Regions from separate parts of the Rattus norvegicus genome. Here region 1 is linked to region 2. A link is a contact called in public Hi-C data. All regions are on one chromosome and are shown on one strand. Each heading gives the region's core, a stretch centred on a gene start, on an enhancer-like site or on the middle of the called end of the contact. The rest is flanking DNA. Distances are from core to core; before and after follow the strand shown. Region 1 has its middle 65 kb from the start of Vps54. Region 2 has its middle 27 kb from the start of Rps28-ps5.

Region 1 (4,662 bases), core at 1,454-3,953, 370 kb before region 2:
GCGTAAAATTCCCTTAGAAAGCCCTTTTTAGTGATCTGTATCAAGGGATATTCAGCTTGCTTATACTGGAATTGTTTTAATGTTTAACCTAAGCGTCACTTTTCTTTTCTTTTCTTTTTTTGGAGCTGGGGATCGAACCCAGGGCCTTGAGCTTGCTAGGCAAGTGCTCTACCACTGAGCTAAATCCCCAACCCAGCGTCAGTCTTGATAACTGATTATAAATAACTTGTTTTGTTTAATAGATGTTTGTTGAAAGTAACTGTGGGCTTTTCACTATAATAGATAGTAAATTACTGAAGGAGAAAGGTGCTTGCTACAAAGGTATCCATTAACTCTTAACTCAAATGAACAGCTAACAAATTCAATCTTTAGCAGCAGGATTTGGACATAATAGAAACATAGCTCGAGGCAGTAAAATGCAGTGGAAAATCAGAGACAAAAAATGTAAGAACACAGAATTCTAAATGTTCAGTGTGATTATGTAATGTTTTGATAAATGAAATGTTGATGGCTATACATGGTGGTGCATGTCTGAAATACCAACGCCAAGGGGAGTGGAAGGCAGAGGAAGAATTTTGAGTACTTGGACTACTGTACAACTAGACTCTGTCTCTCCCCGCCCTCCCCCCATACAATGTACTATAGAGAAAAAAACCACACACACATGGGGCAGAAAACACACACAGGCACACAAATACACACACAATGTAATTTAGGGCCAACCCCCCACCACACACACACACACACACACACACACACACACACACACACATACACACACGCACATGCACATGTACACGAACACACAAAATGTACTATAGAGACAGAAAACACACACACTCTCACACAGGAACTATAGGGCCAGATCCTATAAGGGTTCATTTTTCTTCTTAGCTATTGGTACAACTCAGGAAAGCTTTCCTGACACTCCCAACCCTTCTTGACATTGCCGCCTGTGTGGCTAGCTTCACTTCCTGCCTCTGCACCTGCAAATGGTAGTTAGTGGGCAGCGATGTAGAGCTGTTTTCAGAGAAGAAACTAACACAGCTTCCTCCAGAGGCTGTCAACTGCTATTCATAATAAAAGCCATGTTGTTGCCCCAAACTCAGAAAGATCAAAAACAGACAGCAGGGCATTAAAAAATTTTTTCCCTTTTGTTTAAAATTTTAATAATTTAATTACATCGTCCCCCCCTTATATCACTCCATGTGTGTATGTGTATGTGTGTGTGTGTGTGTGTGTATGTATGTGTGTGTATGTCTTTTTTGTGTGTCTTTTGCTTTTGTTTTTTTGTTTTGTTTTGTTTTGAGACAGGGTCTCACTATGTCGCTCTGGTGGTCCTGCAACTTGCTATGTAGATCAGGTTGGTCTTGAACTCACAGCAATCCAACTGCCTCTGCCTCCCAAGTGCTGAGACTAAAGGCTTGAACCATCCACCCAGCTACATATTCCTAAGTATAGCCTGCTCAGTCTGCGTGTTACTTGTATGCATGTTTCAGGGCTGACCATTTGGATTCAGAGGACTTCTCCCCTGCTCCAAGGCTTTCTTTTTAAGGCTATTTTTGTTCAGAACCCATTTGTATTAGCTCCTTTTTTTTTTTTTAATTGTAAAATTTTCTTGAAGTTCGGTATTTAGTTGTAAACACAAGTTCACCCATATTTAAGTCTACCCAGCACTGAAATCATCACTAAGTAGTTCCCTAGTTTGTCAAGTTCCTAGAACTGCTGGTAAATGAAGAAGATAGAGGCTGGAGGAGGCCAGGGTAACTAGCCCAGGATGGAGGTGGAAAGTGGAGGAGAGGAGACGATGGGACTCTGGAGACTGGGCTAGTGGGCGCCATCACCCCATTCGGCCTTTGTGTGAGAGAGACCTTTCTCTGTGTTCCAAGATTTTTAAAAAAATGTCTTGCCGCCTGGTTTTACTCTTTCTGACTTTGGGGTAACGGCATGGATGGCACTTTCGTCAAATACCCACACAGTATCTGGCAGCCTCTGGAGGAAACCTGGTAAGTTTCTTTTCTGGAAATAGCTACATCTGGGAACTATCTGACCGGAAGTGGAGTAGCAGGAGAAAAGCCACTGAAGTGCACGTATGCTGCGGCTGTCAGAGCAGAAGAAAGAACCAGCCGTCAGCCAATGAAAGGAGACGAGAGAGGTGATGTTCCATCTACAGGAGGAAGATGGACAAGTTAGCAGAGAGTTAGCGATCTGGGAGAGATGGGGAGACCCTTCCAACAGATGAGGAGGGACCTACTACCCTTGAGTTCCTTTTACAAAACTTATTCTTGGGGCAGAGAAGGAAACTCAGAAAGAGCCTTTCCCTGTATTTGCTGATTTTTGGATTCCAATCTGAGATCAGCACATCCAAGCAGCAAATTTGGGGGTGTCATGCCCCCAGTTCTTTCACTTTGATTTTCCTCATGCAAACTTGCTTCTTTTGGGCACACTGACTGCACCAAGAAGGCTGGCCACAAACAAAGTATTAGTGTGACAAAATAGTCACATTTCTGGATTCCAGTCATGGTGCTGGATTTCTGAGTCTGGTACAGGGAGTCAGGATCCGGCTTAGAGATGCCGTCCCTCAAGTTCTCAACCTTTATTCTCCTTCAGTCTTCTCGTCTGTCAGAACCTTGCTAGGGCTGCGGAGAGTAAGGGCACAGAGCTCGAAAGGCTGAGGCAGCAGAAAGCCAGTCAGCACTGCCTATGATTACAACAAGCTAATGTGAGCTGCTGCTACAGCTGAGTGATGAGGGGCACCCTTCATTCTGGAGATGACAGTTCCTCTCGGGTGCCCTTCATGTGGGTGACTTTCCCCGGTGCTCATAGTTTTCATTCCTGCTTCCAAGCCCGGCCCGGGGAACGGCAGGCAGTGAGGTTGTATGCACATTAATTTTGAATGTAGGAAATGAGTGTGCGACGACCTGGTTGAGAAAGCCCTAATGCTAATGTGTTACAGCAGGTGGCAGCCTTTCCCTGGGAGAGGGAGAGAGCCAGTGCACAGCTGGCTTTGGCTTCAACAGTTCAGTTTTGCGTTTGTTTTCCTCTGATACAAGCATCAGGACTCGAAACGATGGATTTATTACAGAAGGGAGGGGAACAGGAGCCTGAACCCTGGCATGGTGATATGTGGGCATCTTCCAGAGATGGCCCCAGAGACACTGTCTCTAAGGAGTTAGTTGGATGGCCCAAGAGAGTTTGGCCAAGTCAGGGCACAGGTGTGAGCATGAGGTTGAGAAAGGGGCTCTGAACAGGACATAGGACCACACAGAGCTGCCCCAGAGACTTGGAACGTAAGTCATCGGCTGTGTACTGGAAATGCATCTGATAGCAGAAATACCCCTTTTCCATTCCAGACCTGTGAACAGCCGTGAGAGCTAATCTGCTAAATTACAGAGTACAGTGGGTTATTTGGACGCAGATTTGCAAAGTTCTTAGTAAAAAGTCAGACTTGGTGGAGAATCTTAATGCCGGAAGCCTACCTGTCTGCCCTGCTTTCTTACAGGATTACCTTTAGCGATGGTTACTATTGTCAACCTCACGGGATCTTGAATCACCTAGGAGATAAACTTCGGCATATCTGTGAAGGACTTTCTAGTTAAGGTTAACCTAAGTGGGAAGGCCAGCCAATCATTATGTGCCATTTGGTGGGTTTGGATCCAAGCTAGAAAGGCAAAAGCAGCGAAAGCAAGCTGAGTACCAGCAATTCTCTCCCTTACCAACCATGGATACAATGTGACAAGCGGCCGCAGGACTTCTATGCTCTGATGGAATACAAACAAACCCTCCCTCCCTTAAGTTGCTTGCCTCATGAATTTTGTTACAACAATAAGAAAAGTAATGAATCTTCTATTTACCAAAAAGTACTATAGGGCTGGAGAGATATGGCTTAGCATTTCAGAGTGCATATTTGGTTCTCTACTCCTCCATTGTTGGTGGGATTGCACACTGGTACAACCACTCTGGAAATCAGTCTGGAGGTTCCTCAGAAAGTTGGGCTTTGCACTACCTGAGGATCCAGCTATACCTCTCTTGGGCATATACCCAAAAGATGCCCCAACATATAAAAAAGACACATGCTCCACTATGTTCATAGCAGCCTTATTTATAATAGCCAGAAGCTGGAAAGAACTCAGATGCCCTTCAACAGAGGAATGGATACAGAAAATGTGGTACATCTACACAATGGAATATTACTCAGCTATCAAAAACAATGACTTCATGAAATTCATAGGCAAATGGAGGGAACTGGAAAATATCATCCTGAGTGAGGTAACCCAATCACAAAAGAACACACATGATATGCACTCATTGATAAGTGAATGTTAGCCTAAAAGCTTAAATTACCCAAGTTGCAATCCATGGACCACATGAAACTCAAGAAGAAGGATGACCAAAGTGCAGATGCCTCACTCCTTCTTAAAAGGGGGAACATAGGAGGCAAAGTTAGGAGCAGAGACTGAAGGAACAGCCATTCAGAGCCTGCCCCACATGTGGCCCATATATATACAGCCACCAAACTAGATAAGATGGATGAAGCTAAGGAGTGCATGCTGATAGGAACCGGATATATATGTCTCCTGAGAGACAGAGACAGAGCATGTCAAATACAGAGGCAGATGCTAGCAGCAAACCATTGATCTGAGAAAAGGAACCCCAGTGGAG
Region 2 (4,384 bases), core at 1,521-4,020:
GAATTTGATGTTCTCTTCCGGTCTCTAAGGGCACAGACATGCAAAGCGGCTCACAGACACACGTACAAGCAAAGCACCCAAACCCGGGCAAACAAAATCAAAACGAAAACTTAAGGAAGCATACGAAGCGAAGCGCTTAGTCAGAGCCACATTGCCTTGATGAGATCATTCGCGGCTCAGACTGACAGGAAGTAACTGCCTCTCAGGACTGTGAGGACCCGGTTGGCGGTGAGCAAGCACTGAAGGAGAAGTGCAGGGAGGAACAAATCCAGGATCCCAGACAGGGATAGAGGACATGTCCTGGGAAGGCACAGGCAAACGTGGAGCTCCCCGGAACTCACAGAGCTTTTCCTCACACCCACTGAGATTCACTTCACAGAGCGGAATAAATCAAACAGTGACATTGTTGGAGGCAGGGTGTGGCTTGCAACCTTAAATGGCGCTTCCTCCCAACACCTGCTCCATAAGGATCTGAAACAGAATTTGTAAATGAATGGTGCATGGGTTGAGTCAGCCGGCGGTTCCCGTGAAAATCATTTACTTAGGAAACACTTGTTGCATATGCACGCGTGCCAACCCATGCTCCAGGAGACACTTAGCATACAGTTCTGGGCAGGCAGAGGATTAACCTCTCCTCACACATTTTTATTGTATAGGGCAGGCCAACCAGTAAGTCTTGTAATTCCGTGATTTAATCTAGTTTAATATTTTTTTTTTTTTAAACAAGCCCTTCCTGTGTAGCCTGGGATGACTTTAAACTCAAGATCCTCCTGTTTCAGACGCCAAAGTGGTGGGATTCCCTCTAGGTCTGTTGTTTTTTTTAAGATGATAGATAATATGGAGAAAGAGAAACACCCCAAGTCGGGAGAGAATTTGCCATAGGAAGGAAGCGGTACGGTTTGAAGGGGTGGGCCTGCAAAGGGTTTGCCATGGAGAAGGTGGGATTTGGCAAAGACCTAAAGAGAGGAGTTGGGCTGTGGGAGCCTAGGACAGAAGGCACAGGAGGCAGCAACATTCCTAGGACACAAGGATGCCTGGTGTTCAGCTGTGTCCTAGGAGACTGTAGTTAACCATCGAGAGTCCGCATTTTAAATCTAGGTTTTTGGGTGATCTTTAGTTAAGCTCTGGCAGTGTTATCCCCAAATAATTTTAGAAAGTGATGAACCGGGGTGAATAGATCACAGCTCTTCTCTCATAACGGGGCGCACATCTCCGATCCACACAGAGTCCTCTCTGCCTCCCTGGTTTCTCCCCTTAGACTCGCCCCCCAGTTACTCCTTCAGCTGCCACTCAAGTGCTTGCAGGCCTTCAGGCCCTTCTGCCCATGTAGCGAGGTTAGGATCTGTTCCTCAGTTGGCATGCACATCTCAAGAGTTTCGATTAGCAGATTTACTTCAACTCATACAAAATCCAGGAGCAGGAGGGTCTTCAGGCCTCTTTCCACCTTGCCAAGACTCCAGGGTCCAGGAAGCGGTGCTTTCCAGGCTGAGGCTTCTCCACTTCAACTCATGCACTAGAAGGGGAAGCCAGAGCTTGGGGAAAGCACTTTGACCCCTACATGCTTGACCTTCGCCACAATGGGTCACCTCACCTCTACTGGCCAGAATTAGTCTCAGGCCTTACCTGCTTGCCTGAAGAAGGGCGAAGTCTGAGGTAGAAATAAGTTACTTTAGTCTTTCACCTGCCTTTCTGTGGTAAGTCTCAGAAGAACCACTGGGTATGTTTGTATGCTGTGATGTCACTGAGATCTCCCCTACCCCACCCCCATCCCCCTACCCCATCACCGAGCCCAGCATCCTCAGTAACTGTATCTAGGGATCAGACACCCCTGGTTCGCTGTGTCTCTACCATGGCTAATGAGTACTCTTTGGCCAAGTTTCTCATCCTGTCTTAACCTGCTGCTCCGTTTCATTTGGAGATAAGCCTACCCATAACTCTGGGTTAGTGTGAAGATTACGGGGTATTATGCACACAAAGAGCTTTGAAGGTTACTTAGAAAGCTCTTGATATGTGTCCATTGTCTTCAACAAACAGCCGTGTTATTATGAGATGCTTTTAAACTTTACATTGTGAAATAATTCGGACTGCAAAAGTAAAGATTCCCATATGGTCTCTGTCTCTCTCTCTCTCTCTGTCTCTCTGACTCTCTTTCTCTCTCTGTCTCCCCACCCCCTGCCTCTCCCTCTTCCCTCCCCCTCCCCCTCATCTTTCCCCCTCCTCTTCTCTTTCTTCTCCTCCTCCTGTTCCTCCTCCTCCCCATCCTCCTCCTCCTCCACCATCTTCCTTTTGGTTTTTGAAACAGGGCTTCTCTATGTAGCCCTGATGTTAATCCCACCAAACAAGAGTAAAGATCTTTATCCAAAATCTTTTAGTCTAATTGGGCAAGCTTTATTTTCAGTCAGACAGGGCTTTCTTCCTAAAGCAGGGTTTGAAACAACAGCGGTGAACACAGAAGACGCTGGAGTTTATATAGCTTTAAAAACCACAAGATTAATGGATTTCCAAGGGCTGGGGGATTTTTTTTTGATTATGTAGGAATTTGGATGAATATGTCAAAATTACTTGGCAGAACATCTTATCAGGGCATAGGGTGGAGGTCAGGGTACAGGGAGTAGAACACACCAAATTCAAGGTCGAGGCATGATCAAATTTAAGTTTTACAGAAAACAGAAATGAATCTGTTTTGACCTTGTGACCATATGGTTTCTAATCTTACGATGGAATCAGGCTGATCCATCACTGATTGACCAAGAACTCACTGTGTAGGCAAGGCCAGCCTCAAACTCAGTCCCTCTGCTATTTGAGTACTGGGATTAAACCCAGCTCCCATACAGTATTCTTAAGTTCCCCAAAGGTTAATATTTTACCACATTTACTTTAAAATTTTTTCTGTCTTTTCCTCTTTCTACGTATAGTTTTCTTTTTTCCCCTGAACTCTCTGAGCATAAATGACAGACGCGCCGGCCTGCACCTCTACAGTGTATGCTTCGCAGATACACGTTCTTTTATACAGCCGTGCTATAACTCGACACACTGACGCTGAAACCACGGTGTTATCTAATCTGCAAAGCTTGTTTGTAGAGCACGCGGGCCGGGCCACCAGCCGGGTTTAAGAACTCGTGAGGTGGAGGGTGCCCAAGGCCGGGCATTCTCATAGGTCTGAGAGGGCAGGAGTGGAGCCACTCCCTCCCTGTCTCTGTACCTGCTCTGAAACGTGGAACCTCCAACAGAGAGGACCAAGGGCAGTCAGTCACGTGATGCAGCACCTGGAGTCCTGCCCCGTGCAAATAGAGCGTCCCCGACATCTCAACCTCAGCCAATAGAAAACATTCACCCGCCGCAGGTTCATGTCGTCCCTGTCCGCGTGGAATAAAGCAAACAAGTTATTTTACCAAGGATCATCTGAGACTGGCTGCTTTCACAGAGCCGTAATACTTGCGAGAGGGCTCTCCGGAAGAAGCACACAACCTTGGATCTCTGACCCCCTCCCACTGCCTGGCCAGCTTCTCATTGGCCAAAGGGCTCACAGCACAGCGCTGCTGCAGACTGCACCACTGTAGCTGTCTCAGGACCCAGGACTCTGGCCACTTGCCCCGCACAAGCCACCTTTCTCGGACTTAGCCCTGCCGTTGTGCTGGCCGCATCCAGACAGCAGAGAACGAATCTGAGACCCACACTTGTTCAAATTTGCCCAGGACCGCTTCACCAATACCCCTTATTGTTGTCATAACCTATACCAAGGCATATTTAGCTGTAATGTTTCTTTCTCTTTAATTTGCAAATTTTCTTCTTTTGTATTTTGTGACCTTGATGTTCTAAAATTACATTTATTTATTCGTGTGTGTGTGTGTGTGTGTGTGTGTGTGTGTGAAGGGGCACCTGTCGGGATGGTGGTCAGAGGCCATCCTGTAGGAACTGGTTCTCCTTTCACCGAGTGGGTCCCACGACCGGAACTCATGCCATCAGACTTGACAAGTTAAACCCACCTCACTAAAGTCCTTAATTGTTCTTACTAAAGCTTGATGCTTTGTAGAACGTTCCCATTTGATTTCTTTTTGTTTCCTCACGATTCATCGAGGTATGCATTTTTGTCAGACATAGTTCAGAAATGATGTTGGACCCTTCTACATGCTTGGCATCAGGAAGCCATATATGCCCGTTTGCCCAGTTGATGCCAAGGTCTCCTTTGACCACTTTTTTTGAGGTGACACTTGCCAGATAGGGTTCTACTATAAAATTACTATTTTGATTTTTCTAATCAGCATTCTGTTGGGAGATATTTGAGATTTTATGAATATTCCTTTTTGCATCTTACTTTCATGCACTCGCAACGTGCCAGCCTATAAAGAAAGGGAAAACCTCTCCACAGGCTCTAAGATAATTG

What was found. A called contact is a pair of places that touch in the nucleus more often than the background predicts.
Region 1: a Hi-C map of psoas muscle shows a contact between it and region 2, with 6 times the contacts expected there. The contact joins two enhancer-like sites. A contact is called at or near these places in 12 of 12 Hi-C or Micro-C datasets (the A7r5 cell line, the Rat2 cell line, Schwann cells and 7 more).

What each region holds. Positions count from the first base shown.
Region 1 is chr14:99,535,457-99,540,118 of GRCr8, reverse strand. No RefSeq gene overlaps it. Among named protein-coding and RNA genes, the nearest start is that of Vps54, 65 kb to the left of the region's middle. Within about 2 kb of position 2,703, at least 2 of the 93 cell types and tissues checked have an H3K27ac peak or open chromatin away from gene starts, as enhancers often do.
Region 2 is chr14:99,164,122-99,168,505 of GRCr8, reverse strand. No RefSeq gene overlaps it. Among named protein-coding and RNA genes, the nearest start is that of Rps28-ps5, 27 kb to the right of the region's middle. Within about 2 kb of position 2,770, at least 22 of the 93 cell types and tissues checked have an H3K27ac peak or open chromatin away from gene starts, as enhancers often do.